Linked DNA regions of Callithrix jacchus: region 1 is linked to region 2. A link is a contact called in public Hi-C data. All regions are on one chromosome and are shown on one strand. The core of a region is the stretch at or near the end of the contact, and the rest is flanking DNA. Distances in the headings are between cores, read along the strand shown.

Evidence for each region. A called contact is a pair of places that touch in the nucleus more often than the background predicts.
Region 1: a contact with region 2 is called in a Hi-C map of skeletal muscle, with 2.7 times the contacts expected there. The contact joins the promoter of SORD here to the promoter of SPG11 in region 2. A contact is called at or near these places in 2 of 3 Hi-C or Micro-C datasets (both in skeletal muscle).

The regions. Positions count from the first base shown.
Region 1 is chr8:32,555,665-32,559,355 of calJac240_pri, forward strand. It overlaps SORD (sorbitol dehydrogenase), which reads left to right and starts at 1,591. Exons shown (of 9, transcript XM_002753413.6): 1 at 1,591-1,745. The coding sequence starts at 1,680.
Region 2 is chr8:32,385,993-32,389,441 of calJac240_pri, forward strand. SPG11 (SPG11 vesicle trafficking associated, spatacsin) reads right to left here and starts at 1,718. Exons shown (of 39, transcript XR_013520914.1): 1 at 1,462-1,718.

The sequences.
Region 1 (3,691 bases), core at 341-2,840, 170 kb after region 2:
AAATTGCTCCTGGGGATAACAACACTATTGTAAAGCCTAAGATCAGTGCTTGAAAGATTTTGCAGACTACACTTGATGGATCAGCTGGCATAATCAGACTGATAAACTGGCTCATATGATCTTGTAGCTCCCACCCAGGAACTAACTCAGCCCAAAAAGACAGCTTAGATTCCCTATGATTTCATATCTGACCCAACCAATCAGCACTCCTGAGTGGCTTTAAAAAAGTCTTTCCCCACCCATCAAACTATCCTTAAAAACTCTGATCCACATGTTTGACTGCTTGGGGAGCCTGATTTGAGCAATAATAAGACTCTAGTCTCCTGCACAGCTGGTTCTGCATAATTACTCTTTCTCTATTGCAATTACCCTGTCTTGATAAATTGGTTCTATCTAGGCAGCAGGCAAGGTGAATCCATTGGGTTGTTACATATGGGGGAGGGGAAACGGTAGGGAATGAAACCAGGAGCACTGTCCTCAAAGGAGGGAGGGGCGTTACAGATTTAGGCCTGTCTAGAGGCTGCTCCCCCCTCAGAGAGTAAAACTTCACTGTTTCTCAGAGGGCTGCGAGGCTGGAAGAGTTTGCACAGAAACCCTGCTTTGTATAGAAGCAGCAGAACCAGTTGAGAGAAAAAGGTTCACAAATTACATTTCATGGCTTTTTTTTTTTTTTTGAGACAGAGTTTTCTTCTTGTTGCCCACGCTGGAGTGTAATGACGCGATCTTGGCTCACTGCAACCTCCGTCTCCCGGGTTCAAGCGTTTCTCCTGTCTCCGCCTCCCGAGTAGCTAAGATCACAGGCGCATGCCACCATGCCCAGCTAGTTTTTAGGGACAGGATTACATCATCTTGGTCTAGAATTCCTGGCAGGATTACATCATATTGGTCTCGAACAATTTTCAAAAGTCAGGCTGGTCTCGAATTCCTGACCTCACGTGATCCTCTCACCTTGGCTTCCCGAAATGCTGGGATTACAGGCATGAACCACCGTGCCCGGTCTCATGGCTTTTTTATATTGATGCACCAAGTCCTTGGAATGATGCACGAACTGATTCACTCCTACTGGTGCCAGGCCCTTTGCTGGGGGCTGGAGAAACGGGGCAGACATGGACGCTGCGTCATGGTAGCACCTGTCTTGCCAAGTGCACACCGTGTCCCATCCACAGCCTCAGCGCTCTCATTGCTAGGAATACGCACTCTCTGGCCGCACCTCAGACCTAGACTTATTGTATCAGAATCTCGGTTCTGGTCTCTGGATTTGCAACAGCTCCTGACATTCCCCACCCTTATTCTTCTGCATCTAATGTTTGAGAGAACTGGTCTGGTGCCTACTGCCACCGCAGGCGGTTTTCAGGGCAGCTATGTGTGCTTGGCTGTGAGGCGGCAAAAACACAGCGCTGCGGGTGGAGCCGGCGCCGGGGCTTCGCGCCCCTAGTTCCCCTGCCCGAGGCCCCGCTCCGCCCCGGGGTCAGGAGGCAGTTGGGTAGCCCCGCCCCTCCACGCTGGCGCCGCCCGCCAGAGATGTCACAGAGGAGGAAGCCTCGCCCCGCCCCTGAGTGCGCCGCCTCTCCCAGGCCCCGCCTCCCACCCAGTGCCCTGGACCCTCTGCGGGGCAGAGCCACCAGAACGATCGCACGTCCCGCGCGCTCCAGGCTGCACTCGAGAGCCAGAAGAGCTCCATGGCAGCAGCGGCCAAGCCCGAGAACCTCTCCCTGGTGGTGCATGGACCGGGGGACTTGCGCCTGGTAAGCTAGGAAGGAGGGTGGGAAGCCTACCGACCCTGTCCCACTCTCCTCTGAGCCCAGCCACAGTCCTGGCTTCCCAATTCCAGCCTGGCGCCGGCCCCGCACCTTAAGCGCCCGGGCTGCCCTGATCCCAGCTGGTTCGCCTCGGGGCGTGGGGGCGGCGGGTAGCGGCCGTTGGGAAGGGCAGGGATCTAGTCGTGTGCCTCCCGGAACCTAACCCGTGGCTGGCACGTGGCCGGTGCCCAGGACAGTTGCAAACTGATTGAATGAACCATTCTCTCTTCTTTGCCAGCTGCAGATTCGTAGTTCAGCTTCTTGTCATTGACCTTTTCAGAGAAAATGCTAAGGCTGTCTGCACTATCTGGGCAGACAGTGTAGAGCAGAAAGGGGGGCCAGAGGACACTTAAAAACACTGAAACTTCTATTTAACTCCCCTTGCTTGCTACTGATAAACCTACCTTACAGGATTATTGTGCTCACAAGAGTACCCAGCACCTAGTAAGTGCTCAGGAAGTGCCGGCTCCTTCTCCTTTCCTTCCAGTCTAAGCCTCTATCTCCAGAAACCCTGGTGTTCCCCTTGCCTGTGCCATACTTCTGGATATTGATAGTCTTCATGTCTGTAAGACTCCTTCTCTCCCTAAACCCCTATCTGGTTCACTTTCCAGGGGTTTTTCTTTCTAATCCTGTGCCTCTGGTCCTTTAGGAGCATTCTGTATGTGTGCCCTCTGCCCTGGGCCCTGCCTTTTGCTCCCTAGCTTGTGGCACCAGAGTTTAGGAAGTGGCTGAGTTAGCACCCTGGTCATGTCAAATCTCCCTTGACAAAGTCTCTCTCAGATGGGCCTGGGATGGCAGTGGGTATATGGGATGAATGCCAGCTATCTCTGCTGCTCCCCTATACCTCCTTTCCCTCAAAGTACATGTGTCAGGATCTAAACTGCAGGAATTCAGAAGTTTCTCCAGATTAGCAGTTCTCGACTATTTAAGAATCTGTGGTGTCCCCTCTTTCCTCCATAGAATGCAAACAGACTGAGTTTGGTAACAATTTTGGGTTGTTCAAGGACTCCCCTTAAGCACTTCTATAGACCCTCTAGTGGTCTGCGGATCCCAGACTAAGAACCCCTGACCCAGCTGACTCTCCATTTCCTCAGTTGAAGAACGTGCCGTGCCCAAGGTGATAGGTTTTGTTAGTTAACAGAGCCAAGAAAAGGACTCAGATGGTCATATTCCCCATTCTAATGCTTATTCTACCGTTTGGAGCCTCCACTGAAGGTCCTGAATTAAAGTAAGGATGTTAGTGTTTATTGTTGCAAATGCCAGATGATACTATGAGTAAGGGAAAGTAGTACATCTCTACACAGCTTGCAGAGTCATTTCCAATTCAGTATTTCATTCCACAAACATTCTCTGATGAAGGGGTGCCTGCCACATGCCAAGCACTGGACTGGGGGCCCAGAGAGGAGGACACAGCCCCTGCTCCCAAGTTTACTGAGGGAGGCAGACAAAGTCAACCATTATGACATAGTGCGATGGCTTTGATGGAAGCCTCAGAGAGAAAAGACCTCACAGGGAGGGGCCCTTGGCCCTCTGTCTGCTCAGAGCCTGCTTAAAGGTCATGCACCTAAAATGTAGAACCACAGTTAAGTTCTGTTCCACCTTAACTCAAAATCATGGTCTTCCACTCCTCAGGCAGACTACCTCTATTGTGATTTTGTAGACAAAGCCTTGAAGATTAGAGCAGGGAACTAACCTCCATCTCATCTGCTTTGCAAAAATCCAATCTCTGACTGGATTAGGGGCTGGGTTGGGGTGGCTGTAACCTAAAGGATCTAGAAAATAAGATGGGCTAGAGAATTTTGCCTGTGCTTGTGGACTGGTATACTAACTGGGGAGAAGAATTCAGAGGAGGATTCAGGAAAACACCTAGGCTCAGCTTGAGAATGGGAAAT
Region 2 (3,449 bases), core at 468-2,967:
TCAAATAAAAAAATTAAAAATACCTTTCTTGGTCCTCCTCCACTCAAATTTCATGAACTAGCATATGAATGCCTCCTTTATGTCATGTGGGTCTTACCTTCTCTGCTGGGTTCTCAAACACCTAATGATTTCTACTTCTTTTCTTTCTGCCCCATTCCTCTCTTTACAGAGCCACAATTATAGGTACTTGATACTGCTAAATAAACTAACTTCCCCTAAGCTAGTTTATAAATAACTTAGTTTATAAGGAATAGTTTATAAACCAAATGCAAAGATTCCTCTTCCTAGCAACTAGACATCAAGGGTAGGGAAGACAAACCCAGAAGAGGCTAAGCATTCACTCATTTATCAAATTAATCTCTAAGTGTCAGGAACTGTTAGAGGAGCTGAAGCTTCCAAGATGAATAAGACATCTTTTGGCTACTCGTCTTAAAGAGTTTTGAAAACACTTATTTAAAAAAAAAAAAAAAAAAAAAAAAAAGGTCAGGCTCAGTGGTTCACGCCTGTAATCCCAACACTTTGGCAGGCAGAGGAGGGAGGATCACTTGAGCTCAGCAGTTTGAGACTAGTCTAGGCAACATAGTGAGACCTCATATCTACAATAAACAGAAAAATTAGCCAGGCCTGGTGGCGCACACCTGTAGTTCTAGCTATGCTACTCGGGATGCTGAGCCCGGGAGGTTGAGGCTGGCTGCCGTGAGCCGTGACTGAGCTACTGCACTACAGCCTGGGCAACAGCGAAGTTACCTTTTAAAAAAAAACAAGCCCATTCAAAACACCAAGAAGGCACTCCCAAACTTTATGATGTAAAGTCTTAAGTACTGAACTGAGAGTTACAGAAGTAGAATTTAATGCATTATTGTAATTATGTTCGTCTTCCCAAAACATGCGCGCTTCACAAGAAACTGTCTTACTCAACTTTTTAGGCACTGCTCCTATATAACAGCAGGCACACGTATTTGTTGAGTAAGTGAAGGGACAAACTGGACTCTGTCCTTAAAGAAGAGCACTATATTTGAAGGAAAACGCTATTCATTTCAAGGACATGAAAAAGGTATCAGGATGATTCAAACTAGAGATGATCCTCAGCTGTCATCTTTAACTGAAAGAAGAAAAGGGCATGAGACTCGACCCTCTCACTGTTAATCAACCTGTGTTGAATAAAGAAGGAATCAGCGCCTCAGCTGGAACCCTCTCCGAGTTCGCCGCAGGTGGCAGAGGAGCTGGATGTCGTCTCCTCCCACCCAGAACAAGGGAGCTGGGCTACCGGGATGCAACAAGGAGAGCGCTTGAGGTCGAGGGAAAGGTTCTTAAAGGAAACCAGGCTCACCTCTGGGGCGTTTCTTGCGGCTGTCACCCCTCTCCCGCCACCTCTACACCTGCAGGGAAACCTCGGCATGATCCCTTGGGGCTCGGCCAGCTCCGTACTCCCCCCACTGCCCAGCTCTCCCCAGCACTTACTGCCAGAAGGGACCCTCCAGGCAGCAGCGACCCGCGCCCTGGCTGCCAGGCGCCAAAGAAAGCACTTGGAGGCTGCCCGCAGCTGTCAGGCTCCCCAGAACCTCTTGTTGTGTGTGCAGCTGCGCGCGGGAGCCCAGCTGCCCCATAGCTTCGGCGGGGACCCGCACCAACAGCATGGGTAGAACCTGCCCCATGACCGCAGTGCGGGCGGCAGCAGCACTCGCAACCTCCTCCTCTGCAGCCATCTTGGCCCGGCCGTTACTTCCGGTCACTTTAGCCGGAACCTGACTGCAATGGGCATGCGCGGTATACGCAGCGGCTCACGCTCGGTCTCGTGACTCCCGCAGGACCTCTCGGCTGTCTCTGGTCGGTTCCATTCCTTTCCTGTTGGGGGCGGTACCAGCCTCTCCAGCAAAGCCACATTTGCCCTGGCCCCAGTCCCAGTCTGCTTTACTAGCCTGGCATGCTTGAAGGCCTAGCTTAGCGGAGCAGGTCCTTGCAGCTGTTCTTGCTCTGCGGCATTACCCTTTGCCTTCTTGGTCCAACTGCCTCCTGCTCCCCTGGAACCCAGTTTCTGCCTCTTTTCTTACTGCGTTTGCTTACAGACTCTAGGGTGGTGCCATTTCCTTGGTAGAATGGACCAAGTCTTAAGCGTGGATCCATAATGAGGGTGTTGACCCGAAAGTTGAAGTCAAATAATGTCCCTTGTAACAGGAAAAGACACGGAGTCAGTAAGGGGTGAAGATGGTAGAGTTCCTGTCTGTTGTCTCAAGAGTATGATCCAAGATCATCAGCAGAGAAGGAGAGCAGCAAAGCAGCAAAGGCTTTGAGATGAGAAGAGGGGTTGTGTAGGCATTCGGAAAAGACTGCTAAAAGATAGCAGTACCTTCTTATCAACACATCATTTTCCATATTCAGAACATTTCAGCATAAATGAAACCTCTATTGACAGGCCTCTCTGGACCAGTCAATCTAAAGTCCCCTCTACTGCAGTCTCTCTTACCTAGTTTTGTTTTTAATCATAGTATTTATCACTACTTGTGATAAATACTATCTTCTGCCAGTTCCTGTCCAATCAAAATGTAAACTTCAAAAGAGCAGGGACTTTGTTGCTCACTACTGTCCCCGCTAGTACTTAAAACAGTGCCTATTTCATGAAAGGTACTCCAGCATTTGTTCATGAATGCATGATCTTATTTGTCAAAATGAAACCTTTTTTTTTTAAGGTGGAGTCTAGCTCTGTCACCCAGGCCTGAGTGCAGTGGCATGATCTCAGCTCCCTGCAACCTACGCCTTTCCTGCTCAAGCAATTTTCCTGCCTCAGTCTCCAGAGTAGCTGGGATTGCAGGCACAGGCCACAACTGGCTAATTTTTGTGTTTTAGTAGAGACAGGGTTTCACCATGGTGGCCAGGCTGGTTTTAAATTCCTGACCTCAGGTGATTTACTTGCCTCAGCCTCCCAAAGTGCTAAGATTATAGGCATGAGCCACTGCACCTGGCTGAAACCAAACATTTTCTATTACAATGGAGATATATTCAACCTTCTAAGCTCAGCTGAGGCTATTTTCTCTCTAGAAAAAATGGCAACATTAAAGCAATTTCTAAGGTTATACTTGTGTTAGCTACAACAAGGCCTTGTCCCTTAAAATCAGGACATTCTTTCCATGCCTGTAATCCCAGCACTTTGGGAGGCCAAGTAGAGAGAATCACTGGAATCCTCCCTGGGCAACACAGGGAGACCCTTGTCTCTCTAAAAAAATTAAAAAATTTAGTATTAGCTGGGTGTGGTGTCACATGTCTGTACTCCCAGCTATTCAGAAGTCTGGTAGGAGGATCACTTGATCCTGGAGGTCAATGCTGCAGTGAGTCATGATGGTGCCACTGCACTCGGGTGACCGAGTAAGACCCTGTCTTAAAAAAAAAAAAAAAAAAAAAAAAAGATATTCCTGGAGCACTCACACATAAGATAGCCTTCCTTGATTATAGGC